Linked DNA regions of Sus scrofa: region 2 is linked to region 1. Evidence: chromatin contacts called from public HiChIP or PLAC-seq data. All regions are on one chromosome and are shown on one strand. The core of a region is the stretch at or near the end of the contact, and the rest is flanking DNA. Distances in the headings are between cores, read along the strand shown.

Region 1 (7,407 bases), core at 2,280-4,779:
TCTCCCTAAGGGCTGGAAGGCATCCTCTCAGCAGCCGCAGAGTCAGTGTTTATTTTGTCAGAGCAAAGAAAAAAAAGAAAGACAAGTCCCGCTGTTGAAAGAGCTCCCTGCTTTCCCACCCGGCCTGCCCCCCACAGAGACTCCTCCCCTGGCTCTTGGACGAGGAGGGGGTCCCTCGGACCCCACTGGGGGGAAGCCAGGTGGCCTCTTCCAGCCCCAGCCTCTCGACGGTCGGGACCAGAAACCACGCCAGGCTGAGTCACCTGAACTAGGGCTCCTTCTCCTTTCTGAAGACTTGACATACTACCCACTGCTGGAAGGTGGCGGGAAACTGGGTCCCCAGCAGGAAGGAGGCCCTGGTTGCCAATGGCTGCCCCCACCACACCCACGGTTACTCAGAGGGGCTCCGATCATCCCAAGGACACATACACTGGCCTGTCCCAACTTTCCAAAACAACCCTGCCGAAGGCCGCTGGCCCGGAAGCCTCTCAGGCAGGCCCCCACGGCACCCAGACTCCGAGACCCAAGGCCACCCTCTACCCGCCCTCACCGTGGTGAGCTGGCAGGAGGCGGAGCAAACACACACAGACCATCAGAGGAGCCCCGGGAGGGCAGGATGGGTTAAGCAGCAGATTAATGCATCTCTACTCAGACCAAGGGGAGCGGAAGTGGGGAGGGGGCCGGGAGGGGGGCCTGGTCTCCGATGATGCATCCGTCATCCTCACGGGGCAAACGCAGCCAGCCAGGACTCTAACTAGAAGCCGAGCTCTGGAGCCTCGGAGTGAATGAAGCGTTTTGCATGATGGGTGTGGGGGAGGGCATGACGCCTGGGGTTGGCTGCCGGTGGCACTTACGTCACTCATGAGCCCCTTAAACACCACCAGCTCGGCCTTGAGACGCTCAATCTTCTCATTCATCTCCTCCTGGATGGCTTCGGCCTCCTGTGCTGCCTACGGGGGATGGAGATGGCGGAGGGTTTAGGGGGGCTGGGCTCCCTGGTGGGGATGCCTGATATCCAACTGAGCCGGGCACCTGAGTGCCAGGCAAGGAAGGGGTGCCAAGGACCTCGTCCCAGCCTAGCCCCCCAACTCCACCCTTGCTCACTGCAGGGCACTGCTCAGCTTAAAACAGTTCTCAAAGGACTACTTATTGTATGAAAAAAATGCATGGCACGCATTAAGAGAAAAAGAACAGGTGAAGGTAAAAGTGATCCCAATAGGTTAAAAGAGTAGATCCGTTCATGTGAAACTGCTCGTGTTTGACCATCTCTGGTCTCCAGAATGGCGATGTCACACATGTCAATGGACCCGAATATGCATACCCAGGGCTTGTGTGTGACTGCACAGAAAGGACCGGAAGGTCACACACCAACTTATCAACAGTGGAGAGGAGGAAACTGGGGGTATGTTTTATTTTCATCTCTGCGTTGTTCTGAATTTTCCAAATATTTGAGCATCAGATGTTATGTTTGTAAAGTAGAAAGCACTTTTGTCATAAAAGAAAAAGAAGGCTGTTCATCCTTTGCCTCCTACATATTGACATTATTTAAATCTGTCTCTAATTTTGTAGAAAATCAATGTTTTAAATATCAGAAGGCAATTTTTTTTTTTTTTTTTTTGGCCGCACTTGCGGCATGCAGAAGTTCCTGGGCCAGGGATCAAAACCTGAGCCACAGCAGTGACGACGCTGGATCTTTAACCCACTGAGCCACCAGGGAACTCCCAGAAGGCAATTTTTTTTAATGCTTGAAAGAGCTTTGCATGCCTTCTCATGGGGTCACCACAATGGTGGCTGAGAGGAAAACAAAGGCTGAGAAGGTAAAGTTTGCTGCCCAGAGCACACAGCTGGCAAGTGAGGAGCAGGGCCCAGAGCACAGAGCCGCCGAGTCAGAAGAGCAAGAGAATGTCCCCAGACCCACCATGGAGCGCCCGCTGGGGCTGGGAGCCCACCCAGTGACACGCCTACCACTCTCTTCAGAGCTCTCAGCCCCAGGTTGGTGCCTGCAAGCCAGGGGCAGCACCTGGACTCCCGTACTGGAGCTTTCCACAACACTGGGTGGTGCCTTCAGCCCCGAGGCCGGGGAAGCGAGGCTCCACCGAGGAGAGATTGAGGAGCAGGAGGTAACGCAGCACTGAGGCTGTGCTGGGAACTGCCCCTGGCTCTGCCCCTCGGCCACATGGCTCTCCTGAGAGCCTCCTCCAGCCAGGATCTCTTACCTCCTGCAGTGTGTCCACCATGGTCTGGAGATTCATGCGCTTAGCAAGCTCCTCCTCCCATCTGCAAAAGCCAAGAAGGACAGTGGTCAGAGGGGCCTCCTGAGGTCAGTCCCACCTCAGACACAATGCCGGCACCCACCCTGAGCCCGTCCCCGGGCTGGGCAAGGACCTGACTCCATCCCCATCTGTCCCTTGGGAGCTGCCAGTCTAGGGTGGGTGGGTGGGTCAGTCAGGTTGACCCATAACCATAATACCAGGTGGTACTAACATGTGCCAGGCTGAAGGCATGAGAGCACCCCTGCAGGGAGACAACGGCAGAAGGGACCACCACCCCCGCTTCACACAAACTGTAAAGTGCTATACAAATACTACGGCTCCTTCTGTTCTGTAAGAGGGAGTGCTGAGGCTGCTCTCAGGAGCCAGGCTGCAGCCAGCACCACGCTCAGACTCTCCTTTGCCCCTGCAAGAAGTAAACTTTTATTGTGCCAACCCCTCCAGTCTTGGAGTCTATTTGTCCTGCAGCCTGCCTGAACCAACAGCTATCTCCTGCCTCGCTGTTATTATCCCCATCTTACAGACAGGAAATTGAGGTTCAGAGAGGTTAAATATCTTGACCAAAGACACACAGCTAGTTAGTGGGTGGGGCTGGATGTCTCAACTCAGATCTGTTTTATTATATTAAAACAAAAAATAAACACAGCTCTCATCTATTTAATATTTGTGAAGTACCAGGCTCTGTTCCAGGGGCCTTACATGTATCATCTTCTTGGCTAAAGCTGGACAGGAAAGGACAGAAGGGAGAAGGCACACAGGGGCCCACAGTGTATCCCCCGCCTTAACTGGAGGTAGGATGGGGTGATAATCATAGGAGTTGCCACCACAATGCCAGCTCGCCTTATCTGACTGCTGACTGGGGACCAGGCACTGCTCCACCTGGTGCCATTCAATCCTCACAACAACCTCTAATGTAGGTGCCACCAGGATCCCCACATTACGGGCGAGGAAAACAAGGCAGAGTCAGGTGCCCAAGGTCAGAGTGAGGACAGGTGAGGCTCAGACGCAAACCAGGCTCCAGATTGAGTGCGTCACCCTGCCAGGCTCCCTGTAGACCCGGGACGCATCAGAGCCCCATCCCGCTCCCCACACAGATCCCCCTTGCTCCCCAGAGGGCAGGTCCTTCTCCGCCTCCATCCTGAGACGGGCAGACCAGGAGCTTCTCTTTCCTCACCCCACAGCTGCCTCCCTACATGGCCTCAGAGCAGGCAGGTCTGGAAGCCTTTTAGGATGCTGTCGGGGCCAGCTAAAAATAGGCCAGAGGGGAGGGATGGATGAAGAGTGGGTTACGTCACCGGCCTTTGGAAACAAGAGAAAACGGATACTGTTTGCACACACAGAGGAAAATTCCTCCTCTTTCCCACACAAGACACGATGGCCCTGGCCAGGGCTCCCAGAGGACACGCATGCACCCCCTCCCCCATCCCCTTTGGTCCTTACCAGCCCCCCTCCGCCCCGTGGCAGCAGCCAGGCTGAGATCTGCCCTGGACTGCAGAGTTCAGAACCCAGTGGCAGCGGGGCTGGGGCAGGGGTCCTGGCGGGGCTGAGGGGCATGGAGGAAGCTAAAGCGGCAGCAAGAGAAGCTAAAGGTCTAACGTAGGCAGGAGCATCTCCCTGAATACCCTCCTTGTACAAATAGGGAAACTGAGGCCCAGGGCACACAAAGAATTTGGCCAAGGTCACTCAGGATGGCGGCACAGAGGCGGCAGTCCAGGCCCAGGTCCACCATGGGAACAGGAAGTCCAGGTGGGGAGACATTCATGGGCCACCCTCACCTCCTCCCGCAGCCAGGGGCACCTGGAGCTTCCCTCGGGAACACAAGTCCCGAGCTGAATCATTTCTCCTGGCCGTGCCATCCTGGCGGGGGCAGGGAACTTGGTTCCAAAGCCCCTGAGCAGAGCAGGGACAAGGGAGCGCCTGGTGTGGCAGTGGCCGCAGCCTGGCTCCTGAGGCCAGCCTCGATACTGCGTCTTACAGCAGCAGCAGCAGCAGCAGGGGCAGCAGAGGAGGGGAGCCAAGAAGGGTGAGGCGCAGGCACCCAGGGGCACGTCACCCCCATGCACTCCCATTTCCCAGACAGGCTCTTGGGAAGGAGGCCCTGCCTCCCCCCTGCTCATTTTTCCTTTAAGCCACCTTCTCATGAGGAAGGTAGGGCAGGGGTCAATAGACCCATTGAACAGACAGGCAAAATGAGGCCCAGCAAAGGAAAACAACTTGTCCCAAGTCAACCTAGAGTGGAACTAAAGCCATGGCTTTGGTGGTCTGGACACTTCAGCTGCCATGGCAGTGGCTACTGAGTGGTGAGCACGGTCTGGGTCCCGAGCACTGGCTCGGTGCTTCATACACATCATAGCAGCTTCTGTGTGAATGATTAACCTTCTCAAGTAAAGAATTTTCCCCCAAACCCATTTTGCCGATGAGAGACCTGAGGTTCAGAGAGGTGAGGTAACTATCTAAGGTCACAGAGCAAGCAAGCAGGGATGGGACTGAAGCCTAGCTCGTGCTCTAAAGCAACCAGGTTCCCACTGAGATGTGCATGGGAACCTCTGAGGTATCTCGCTCTCACAGAGACCCAGATCCCGCAGGCCTGGGATGGGGCTCACTTCTAGCTAGCTGCCCTGCAGAAGGCACTGTGGCAGCCCCCTCGCCTGGCTGAGCTGCACCCCAGCAGATGAGCTTGCACAAACGATTTCACGGGCCTGCAATTTCCAGAGCTGGATGGGTGGGCAGCTGGTGCACCTGCCCCCAGGAGACCGAGGAAGGACCCCAGTGTATTGATAGCAGCTGGCTTGACAGACGAAACCCGTTGCTCGTACTGACGTCCCCTCCCAGCCGCGACGGGAAAGCTTGGCTTTGCTGGCTCTGAGGTTGACAGTGCAGAAAAGCTTTGCCCTTCAGCTGCACCGGCTGACTGGGATGAACCGATGGATGGGCCATGTTTCTGAAGGCACCCCAGATGCTCTGCATTCACTGCAACTCAGCCCAGGGGGAGGGTGCCTGCAGCTTAACCACAAACTGGTCCACCAAGTTGTGGGCTCCAACATTCCAAAACTGCTTCCCAGGCCTTGTCTTGTCCCCTGACCTGGATCTGCCCATGGGAGTAAGGTTTCTGCAGGACGGGTGTCTCAGGCAGCAGGACCCACATAAGCAAAGATGGGCCAACAGGAAGGCCAGGGGATGGCCAGTTGCCACCGAAAGGGGACACACCTACGATGGGTTGGGGTTGGTGGATGTCATGTTCTTTAACCTTTGCCGTCCTGACTTTTATGTCCAGCCCACTCCTGGGCAAGGGAGCTCACACAGTGGGCTCTGAAGCTGGAGAGAAATTGCCTCCCCATTTCACGGGTGGGAAAATGAAGACTCGGTGCACGCAGACAACTCCAGCCAAGGCCAAGATGGCCTGAAGCCCTTAGCCCCACGCTTGCCCACCCTGATCCACCAGCTCATAAAACTTCCAAATTCTATTCTCTTGAAGGGAGAGGAGAGAGGGAGGGTCACTGGTCACCTCCTAGGTAGTGTTCACCACGCTGGGTCTTCATATGTTTGTAAAATATAAAATGTCACTTAATCCTCCTCTAAAAATGGTCCCCATTTTGCAGATGAGGAAACAGACCATCAGAGGTAACGTGATGCCCCTTTCGCTCCCTCCTCCTCAGCCTCCTCAACTCTATCCATTCTCCCAGGCTTGTTTCCAATGTCCTCGTCCCCAAGCCTCAGCAGCCACTTCATTGTTTTCCCTCCCCGGGCTCAGGCTTGAGGCAGCAGGGCTCGGGGGGCCACCGTCCCCAGGCGGCCTGGCTGGGGCATCTCCTCAAGCATGGCTCTCACCCAAAACGCCAGCCCACAATGCCAGGAACCGTGATGGATGGGCCGTGCTCCATCTTCTCCACCTCCAAAGCGCTCAGGCCCCAAACCAAGCTGCTCACGGCCCCAACCACACCACAGAGACTTCTCTCGCCCCAGCACCTCACCCTCAGAATGCTCTCGCTCTCCCCCTACCTGCAGACATCCTTTGACAATAGCCTCGGACCCGTGCCAGCTCCTCAAAGTGCTCTTAGTCTACAGATGCTCATGCCAGCCTCTGCAGGCAGAATGGATGATGGTGGCAGTGACGATGGTGATGGTGGTGGTGGTGGTGGTGGTGATGATGGTAAGGATGATAATGATGGCGGTGGTGGTGGTGATGGTGGTGATGATGGTGACAATGATGATGGTGGTGATGATGGTGACAATGATGATGATGATGATAGGGATGGTGGTGGTGGTGGTGATGATGGTGGTGGTAATGGTGATGATGGTGGTGGTGGTGATGGTGATAGGGATAGTGATGGTGGTGGTGATGATAATGGTGGTAGTGGTGTGCTCAGAGAGTCAACCCAGAATGAGTGCTTATGACATGCCAGGCACCATTCTCAGGTGCTTCACAGGTAGAGCCTCATTTTGGTCTTGCAGTAACCTCGAGGTTAGGTTATGATTATCTCCACGTCATTGATAAAGAAGCTGAAGTCCACAAGCATGAGCACCTCACCCCACATCACACAGCCAGCAAGTAGGGGTTGTTTCCATTTTACAGAAACAAGAGACTCTCAGAGAATCTTCAGAGGCAAAGGCTGAAAGAGACCAAGGTTCACCTAGACCACGCCTTTGAGGGTTCAGATAAGGAAACTGAGGTGCAGGGTCACCTGGGAGTGGACAGCTCCATGCCCTCCCCTCCCCTGGCCCAAGCCAACACTCGTGAGGAGTGAGGCCGAAGGACATGAGTCCAAACCCGGGGTTTGCCTCTGATCTGTCGCCATCACCCAGAGCCTGGATCTCTCCATCTGTAATGAGATGGAGTATGTGAGCCCAACACATCCCAGGGACACTGTCTGATGGGCAGGTGACCAGCCCACAGCCACAGGCCGGCTCTGGTTGGACTAGGTCTCAGGGCCCAGCTTCTGGCCCGGCCCAGCCTACTGCCCCCTGCGACTCAATCACCACTGTCTCTCTGCTGACCAGTGTCCAAACCCCGTGGGCCTGATCCACAACACGGCCGTGCTGGACAAGGGCAAGGGCAGTCCAGGAGGGCAAAGGACAAGCAGGGGCACAGAGTGTGGAGCCCACTGGTCGGGAACGTGGATGTATAGGCAGGCAGCAC
Region 2 (7,407 bases), core at 2,733-5,232, 150 kb after region 1:
TCGTAAAAAGCCAGGAAGCAAAAGGGGCTCTAGCGATTCTCCAGCTGTGCCCCACCGGGAATCCGCTTGGTCTTCAAAGCCTCAGTTACTCTGTCTGTGAACAGGGATCAGCCCATCTCCACTTTGCACGCCTGCATGAGCAGAGGCACAGGCCTGGGGTGAAGTGGCTGCTGTCCTGTCACCAGCGAGGTCTCAGCAGCAGCCCACAGGCCAGGTCGCACCTGTCTTTTCCCGCATGTGGAGATGAAAGCAATGGCCAGCTCCACTAAAGCAGGCCTGGGCTTTGCCCAGAAGGTCTGTGAAAGATGAACAACCCTGACACTGACCGGCGGCATCGAGGAACTCGGAGAAGGTCTCCACGGGCATGAACTCCTCCTGGAAGGCCTTCAGGGCCTTGTCGGCAGCCTCGTGGATGGGCATGTCGTTGTGGCGGATGTACTCCGCGAGCGAGCAGGACCAGCCTCCCTCCGTGTTGCTGGTCGGCACCTTCTACAAGAACCAATGCGAGACGGGCCGGGGTGGGGGGGGCACTCAGTGCCTTGGTGGGGGGGGGGGGGCACCTCCCACACATCTCGGTTTCCCCGGAGGATGTGCTCTGCCTCCAGAACAGAACTCCCCTCCGCTCCTCTCACAGCCCCTGTTAAGCAGGGCTCGTGTGTCCCACGAGCTCCAACAGGCCATGGATGTGCTCTTCCACCCCACACCTCCCACACCCGCACCTCCCCGAGAGGGAGGCCAGGGTGCTCTCGCGGAGCTGTTTTCATGCAGGTGATGAAAGGACCTCCCGCCTCCCTGCTGATCCTCTCAGGCAGAGGGGAGTGTCCCTATTAGAAGCTCGGCTGGAACAAGTCACACTCACACAGGGCAACGGGCTTTACCCAGAGGGACGAGAGCAAAGAAAGGGGGACTCGGAGGGGAGGAGATGCACCTGCAGGAGAGGGTCTGCGGCAGCCTGAGGCCGCAGGCCTGAGCGAGAGGGGAGCCCTCCCACGGCGGGTGCAGCCTGTTTCAGGCGGAGGCCGTGGAGGAGCAGGCTGCCAGGGCAGGGCCGCGGGCACCAGCCCGGGTGTCTACGTCCTCGCCAAAACCCGCACTACCCCCGGTTGGCCCCTTACCTTAAACATGTTGTAAATGAGATCGACGAGAGCCCAGAAGAGAAGGGAAGAGCGATACACGGAGTAGTCCTTCACCGCCTTGTCTGTCAGCCTGCAACAGAAACCAAAGCCCATGTCCGTGCAGAGCCTGGGAGGACACAGCACAAGGACAGAGCCAAGCATTCTGGGAGCTGGGGAAGGGTCACGGGAGCTGGGCGTCACTCGCTCCAGCCACCAGCCCCTCTGCTCAGAAGAAAGCAGCTGGGACAGGGCTTCTGAAGCCCTCCGACTCAGTGGTTTATTCCCCACAGGGCTTTCCATGAACGCGTCCTGTCCAGCGCTGACTCGGCTGAGTCAGGGCCAAGCGGAGAGGGGAAGATGTAAGATGCACCACAGCTACCGCCAGGCTGCTGCTTAAGGAGATCGCGGGGCCCAGTGTCCCTGAGTTTAGCCCCGGCCACACGCTGGGACTTCGAGGGACCTGGTAAATGACGTAGGAAACGAGGTTCTACTTCCATCTTTACATTCCACCGGAGAATTTTTACAAACAGTCAGCAAACCTAAACCAGCCATAGTATTCAGTCCACCACGTGCCGTGCTAGAAAGCAGCCAGCTGTCAGAAACCTGGTCTGAGCAACAGCATTGCCTCGGATGGAAGCCGCAACCGCCCCAACGCCTCCCAAATCCTGGGTGAATCCTGGAGCTGCTCACCACACCCCTTCATTTCTAACCAGTATCGTCACTACTTAGTCCAATGAGTCAGTTTGGGAGTAGAGACCAACCAGGCCCTTGGGAAACCGGGGGCTGCCAGGGACAAGAGCACCCACAGCCTCCTCGACAGACACTCCCAGCCCGAGGACTGATTACAACAGGTACGGCCCCTGGGAAATACGGAAAGACCAGACGCCCCTCTGCACAAGGAGTGAAGTGTCAGGGCTAGGATTCGGTTTCTACAACCCAAGATCTAGGAAAGGCTTCGTCTGCAAACCACCTTTGTGTCTGTAATAATAAAGGGTAGATAAGCCCTTACTGTGGAGATTCCACACCTTGGAACAGAGTCCGTAACGGAAAGGATCAGAACTTAGTACTGTAATGCATGTGTGGGGGGTTCCCACCGTGGCTCAGAGGTCAAGACATCTGATTAGTATCAGCATCCACGAGGATGCAGGTTCAATCTCTGGCCTCGCTCCGTGGGTTATGGATCCGGGCTTGCTGTGAGCTGTGGGGTATGTTGCAGATGCAGCTCGGATCCTGCATTGCTGTGGCTGTGGCACAGGCTGGCAGCTACAGCTCCTATTTGACCCCTAGCGTGAGAACCTCCATATGCTGCAGGTGGGACCCTAAAAAGCAACAAAAAAGAAAAGCATGTGTGGGCATAATGAGGGTCTGCCACTGTGGAATGTCGTCTTCCCCTTAAATTCCTGTCCCTGAACCAAAGGATGGTTATCTCGCTGAACTTGAATGCAGGCCTTGCTTCATCTTCTGCCTAATGACCTGAGGCATACCTCATGCTTCTATTTATGGTTTTACAGTTAAGCCAGGCTGCTTCACTCCACAACATTCTGACGGCTTTCTTGAGCCATCTCAACTTACAGCGATCTCCCGGAGTCCCCCAGGTTTCCCTCTCTGTCTATGGTCCTTACTGGGCTTCACGACCGCCTGCGTAACTATGCTACTCTATACCTATCATTTGGGAAAGCATTCTTCTAGCACAAAACACTTCTAATGGGTATCCCCAAAATAAAGATGTCCACTGATTCCACAATAAATAAATAAGACGTGCGTGTGTGTTGTGTGTATACCCATGTTTACATACGCTAGACTCATAAAAATAAAAACAAGCCAACAGGTGATTCCTTACAGAAGCTGCAACTAGACTGTATGGGTCTCCTGGGACTACCTAGCATGGGACAGGCCATCCCCACCTGCATTCAGTAAATGTTTAAACTACTAACAAAAGTGAAATGAAAGAATAAAGTGAGGCAACTCTGCTAAAATATGCTACCTGTACCTTCCCTCCACAGCGCCCAGCCGCTGCCCTCCTGCCAGAAAGGGGGAACTACTGCCAGGTGGGCTGAGGGGAGGGTGACCTTTGTTCTCTGCAGGCAGACCCGGTAACAGAAAAGGCTAGCAAAGGCCTCGGCTTAAATTCCTGCCAGTTCCTGGCAGAGGAATCTTTTTCCTGAATGTAAAACCTGCAGAACAACTTCTCTTGTGCAAATTCCTAGCTTTTTGTGCATCTGCCGCTACCTCCTACCCCATAATGGGCTCAGTGACTCTGCCTCAAGCACCAGGACGTTCCCTCTAAATGGCCCTCCTGGGAGGAGTCCCCACACCATGCCAATGCCCAGCACCCTGTCAGCGGCTTCAGGAGCCCCACTCACACCCCTACACCATAACCAGGGCTGTGCCTTGTGGATCTTCTGCTTTAGCAGCAGGAATCTTCAGTGGCCCTGCCCTAACCTAGTTATTTAAGACTAATCAGTAAAGGTGACTAATGTGCTACAGAGAAAATGGCCACACGAACACAGCTCACACTGGATTTCCTAATTCAGCTGTGACCAAACTGGCTTTTCCTTAACTGCCCAGGACAGTAATGAATCCTAGTCTCCTAATTGAAAGCAAAACAGCTCCTGTGGGTTCAGATTTCACACCTGTCACCGAGAGCCCGTGCCCAGTCAACAGCCACTTTATGTGCTGTGGCCACAAGCCGAGCCTGGCTTATTGACAACTTAGTCTCTTGCAGATCTAACTTTTGACTGCTAGCAGCTAGTTAACTATCAATGCTTCAGACTCTCAGGAAAGGCTGGAAAGTGCACTGTCTGGCATGGGGGCAGAGGGCAGGTAGGGACCCAATAAGACTGGCCTGCTGCTACTCTACACAGAGGCTGGCACTGGCTGGAGATTCAGCCTGGTCTCTCTGGGCTGGGAGGTTCCCATGACCAGTGACTCTGTAAATCAGGGTGATGGAGGGAGAGGCACCAGGTGTGCACATTCAGGCCCACAGCTGTCTCCACCTGGTCTGTCTGCACCTAGTCTGTCACCAGGGGCCTCAAAGCTCCCCCACCACTCCCTCCCTGAAAACGGTCCCTCGGATGCTAGCGGAAGCAGACACATGAGGACAGACCTTCCTGGAGCGAAGCAGGTTTCCCTCGAGGGGCAGAAGCAAGCTGACAAACCCACACCCTGCTCTGAAGCCCAGGGCAGGCAGACTGTGCAGGGCCACCCGGCTCAGCATGGTGCCACGGAGTCCACTGAGCATGTGGCAGTCCGTGCGGTCGTCACAAAGGGCTTCTTGTTGTTTGCAGCTGTTTCTCTCAAGACAGCTCCCAGCTGACCCAGATCAGAGCACCGGGTCAGGCAAACGAGACCGCATCCTTCCTGAAATGCCCGCCTTCTTCAGAGGTGTCCACATGCACAGTAGAGAAGGAAAGGCTCAGGGAACATGGCGCAGACAGGACAGGAACGTGACAGAGGGAGACGACGAGCTTTTAATGATCAGAAAAGAAGCTCCCCAGCCATGGCCCTGAGGAAACTTTGTTAGTTTACGCCCAGACCAGCAAGAGTCAGAAAAGCTGGCTTCCTGCCTCAGCTGCCTGTCGGCCCTAACTCTTCTCCTGAGAAATCTCACCCTGTGCCTGGCTAGCTTCCTCTCTGAGAAATTTTCCAGAGGCACCTGGCTCCACCCAGGTGCCTGATCCAGAGAAGGCAGGTGCCTGTCAGCTTTCAGGCCCAGATTCTTGATGTGACGGACCACGAAGGGTTGTGGGCAACTACCAGTCCAGGAAGGGCGCCTCCCCTTAGCACACACACACTGCTGGGGACTTTCACTCACAGTGGGGACAGAGTCCAGGTGACAGGCAGCCTGGGAGACAGCTTCTTGAAACAGGTACTGACCTGGTGGCTCCCCCTGGAGCCACTGCCCGGGCCTGAGAGGTCACCAGCAGCCTCCGCAGGATTTCCACGCGTGTGGCTCTCCACTTCTCGGGGGGCAGGATGTGGAGGGCCAGGACTGTGAAATAGTGGGGCCCGTCCACTTCAAAGGCACTCTCCACCCACTTCTCCTTGGGCTGCTCCAGAAAGCCCTGGAGGTTCTTCTCCTCTCGGGAAGTTGCTCGGGTTCTGGAACAGAAGGGGTGGCATGAAACCAGTGCAGAAGCCTCAGGAGGGGAGGAGGGTCTGCTCAATTTCCCGTCTTCTTTTAAGTTTCCTGAATGCTGGGCTCCCCGTCCCCCACTTCAAGCATGGCTCCTTCCCTCCTGAGCCCTTCTTGGTGGCATCACCCTTGTCCCCCACCCCAGTCCGGCTCTGACACAGCTGCAACAGTGCATGTGCCAAGCGTTGTGTATTCACACACATGCCACCATCCAAGGGTCCCAATGACTCCGGAAGGGTCCACGGCCCCTTTCTACCTGAGGCCCAGGAAGGGAGGTGACCAAGCCCAGTGACTGAGCCCACAGCCCGCAGTCCCCCCCCACGCGGTCTCATGACGGATGACTGTCCATGCCTGCCCTGGACTCTCTATTTGGCTCTATTCTCTTATGTACCTACGCCCCCCCTCCTCCGTTAGAACAGCGTCTTCTGAAAGGCACACATGGCTTCTCATTCTCGCTCTTGCCTAAATAATGATCATCATCACCTTCAACGCCAAGAACCTTCTACGTGCTTTCTACGGATTGTCTCTTCTAATCATCACAGTGACCTCATCAGAGGGGCAGTATCCTGATGTTACAGAGGGGAAACTGCAGCCCAGAGAAAGCAAGCGTTTTGCCCCGCCACACAGTGGGAAGGAAGGAAGCGGGCTCTGACCCAGTCAGTCTGGCTCCAGCCCACCCCACACCGACTCTCCACCCTGCGCCACGATGGAACTCCAAAGAGTCACTGGATCAGACTGAGAGATCACCTTCTTATCAGATACTTCTAACTACATGCCTCCCTTTTAACCCGGCTGGTGCTCTCAGGCCAGGAGTGCCTGACGCCCTGTCCTAATTCTGTAGGGGAAACAAACAAAAGCACAACACCAGCAGCCACTGAATCAAAGTCACCAGGGCTGCAGATGGCACTGCCAGACTCTGCACCGTGAGAAAGGAGGTGGGGGTGGGCAAAGACCGTGGTCCCTTAGCCGCCATGAAGAAAGGACCTGGATGGACCAGATGGCTATACTAGACCAGAGTGTCCAGCATCGCTCAGCACTGCTCTGGCTCATGGTCTGACACGCTTGCCTTCATACACAAATGTTCCACCAAAGGCACTGTGATCCCCGCTCAGCCAGCACCCGGGACCAAGCTCACAGCAGTGCGAGCCAGCGAGGGAGGCCAGCTGCAGCTTCCAGTTCAGCCTCCAACTGACCATGACAACCAGGACAAAGCTACCTCCCACTCCATCTAAGGGACTTGAGCATGCGCTACAAATGTCTGGCATTTGAGAAACACAATGACACCTGGAGCCATCGGCTCTGCTCTGCTGGGCAAATCACACGCTATCTCTGGGCAGCCTGCCCCGCTCCCTGAAGAAAGGGCCGTCCACTCGACCTCACGGCTGTCAGGAAGGGCCAAGAGCTCCGTTGAAGGCCCCACAGATACCAGCGGGCAGCACTGCTCAGGCCTGCAGCACAGTCTGGATAATGGGGAACATTCGTGCTGTCAACGATGCAGGTGTTTCTCCTGACCGTCTACAGAGAGAGCGAATGATGTCAAGTCTGATGGAGTCCCAGCAGTGCTTCTCTTTAACAATGAAGCCTGTGGTCTCCAGGTCAGTCTTTCCTCTCATGAAAGAAAAAAAAAAAAAAAAAAAACAGGAGGGAAGACGAAAATAACTGTGTCCAAGACCAGAAAGGATAATGACACAGATTGTCCTGCTGCCTAAACAAAACTGCAAGCTGCCTCATGGACTACACATGGCCTTTCAACAACCTCTCAATACTCTGCCCAACAGACACGCAAGACTTGCTAGAAGATGGGGCCTAAAAGCATGAAGCCATTTAAATCACATCTAAGAGCTAAAGTATATGAATCTCTTAGTTTGCTTTAAGGTCCAGGGTGGAAGAGAGGACTATTCTCCACCCGCCTAGAGTTTCTTTCAAATTAAACTCTATGGGAGTTCCCGCTGTGGCAGAGCGGAAATGAGTCCAACTAGCATCCATGAGGATGAGGGTTCGGTTCCTGGCCTCGCTCAGTGGGTTGGGGATCCGGTGTCGCCGTGAGCTGTGGTGAACCTGCGTTGCTGTGGCTGTGGTGTAGGCCGGCAGCTGTAGCTCTGATTCAACCCCTCGCCTGAGAAACTTGCATATGCTGTAGGTGCAGCCCTAAAAAGC

What was found. HiChIP or PLAC-seq counts read pairs in DNA pulled down with a chosen protein or histone mark.
Region 2: a contact with region 1 is called in an H3K27ac HiChIP or PLAC-seq map of skeletal muscle. The contact joins two enhancer-like sites. A contact is called at or near these places in 12 of 47 Hi-C or Micro-C datasets (embryonic fibroblasts, fetal liver, fetal skeletal muscle and 7 more) and 2 of 2 datasets of contacts at active chromatin or transcription factors (alveolar macrophages and skeletal muscle).

Annotation. Positions count from the first base shown.
Region 1 is chr6:77,419,587-77,426,993 of Sscrofa11.1, forward strand. IFFO2 (intermediate filament family orphan 2) reads right to left here. Exons shown (of 8, transcript XM_021095463.1): 2 at 2,217-2,277; 3 at 855-950. Among named protein-coding and RNA genes, the nearest start is that of ALDH4A1, 19 kb to the left of the region's middle. Within about 2 kb of position 3,530, at least 32 of the 83 cell types and tissues checked have an H3K27ac peak or open chromatin away from gene starts, as enhancers often do. A contact at or near this core is called in fetal skeletal muscle and skeletal muscle, where this site is marked.
Region 2 is chr6:77,570,774-77,578,180 of Sscrofa11.1, forward strand. UBR4 (E3 ubiquitin-protein ligase UBR4) reads right to left here. Exons shown (of 108, transcript XM_021095464.1): 105 at 4,992-5,216; 106 at 1,116-1,206; 107 at 327-489. Among named protein-coding and RNA genes, the nearest start is that of IFFO2, 120 kb to the left of the region's middle. Within about 2 kb of position 3,983, at least 14 of the 83 cell types and tissues checked have an H3K27ac peak or open chromatin away from gene starts, as enhancers often do. A contact at or near this core is called in fetal skeletal muscle and skeletal muscle, where this site is marked.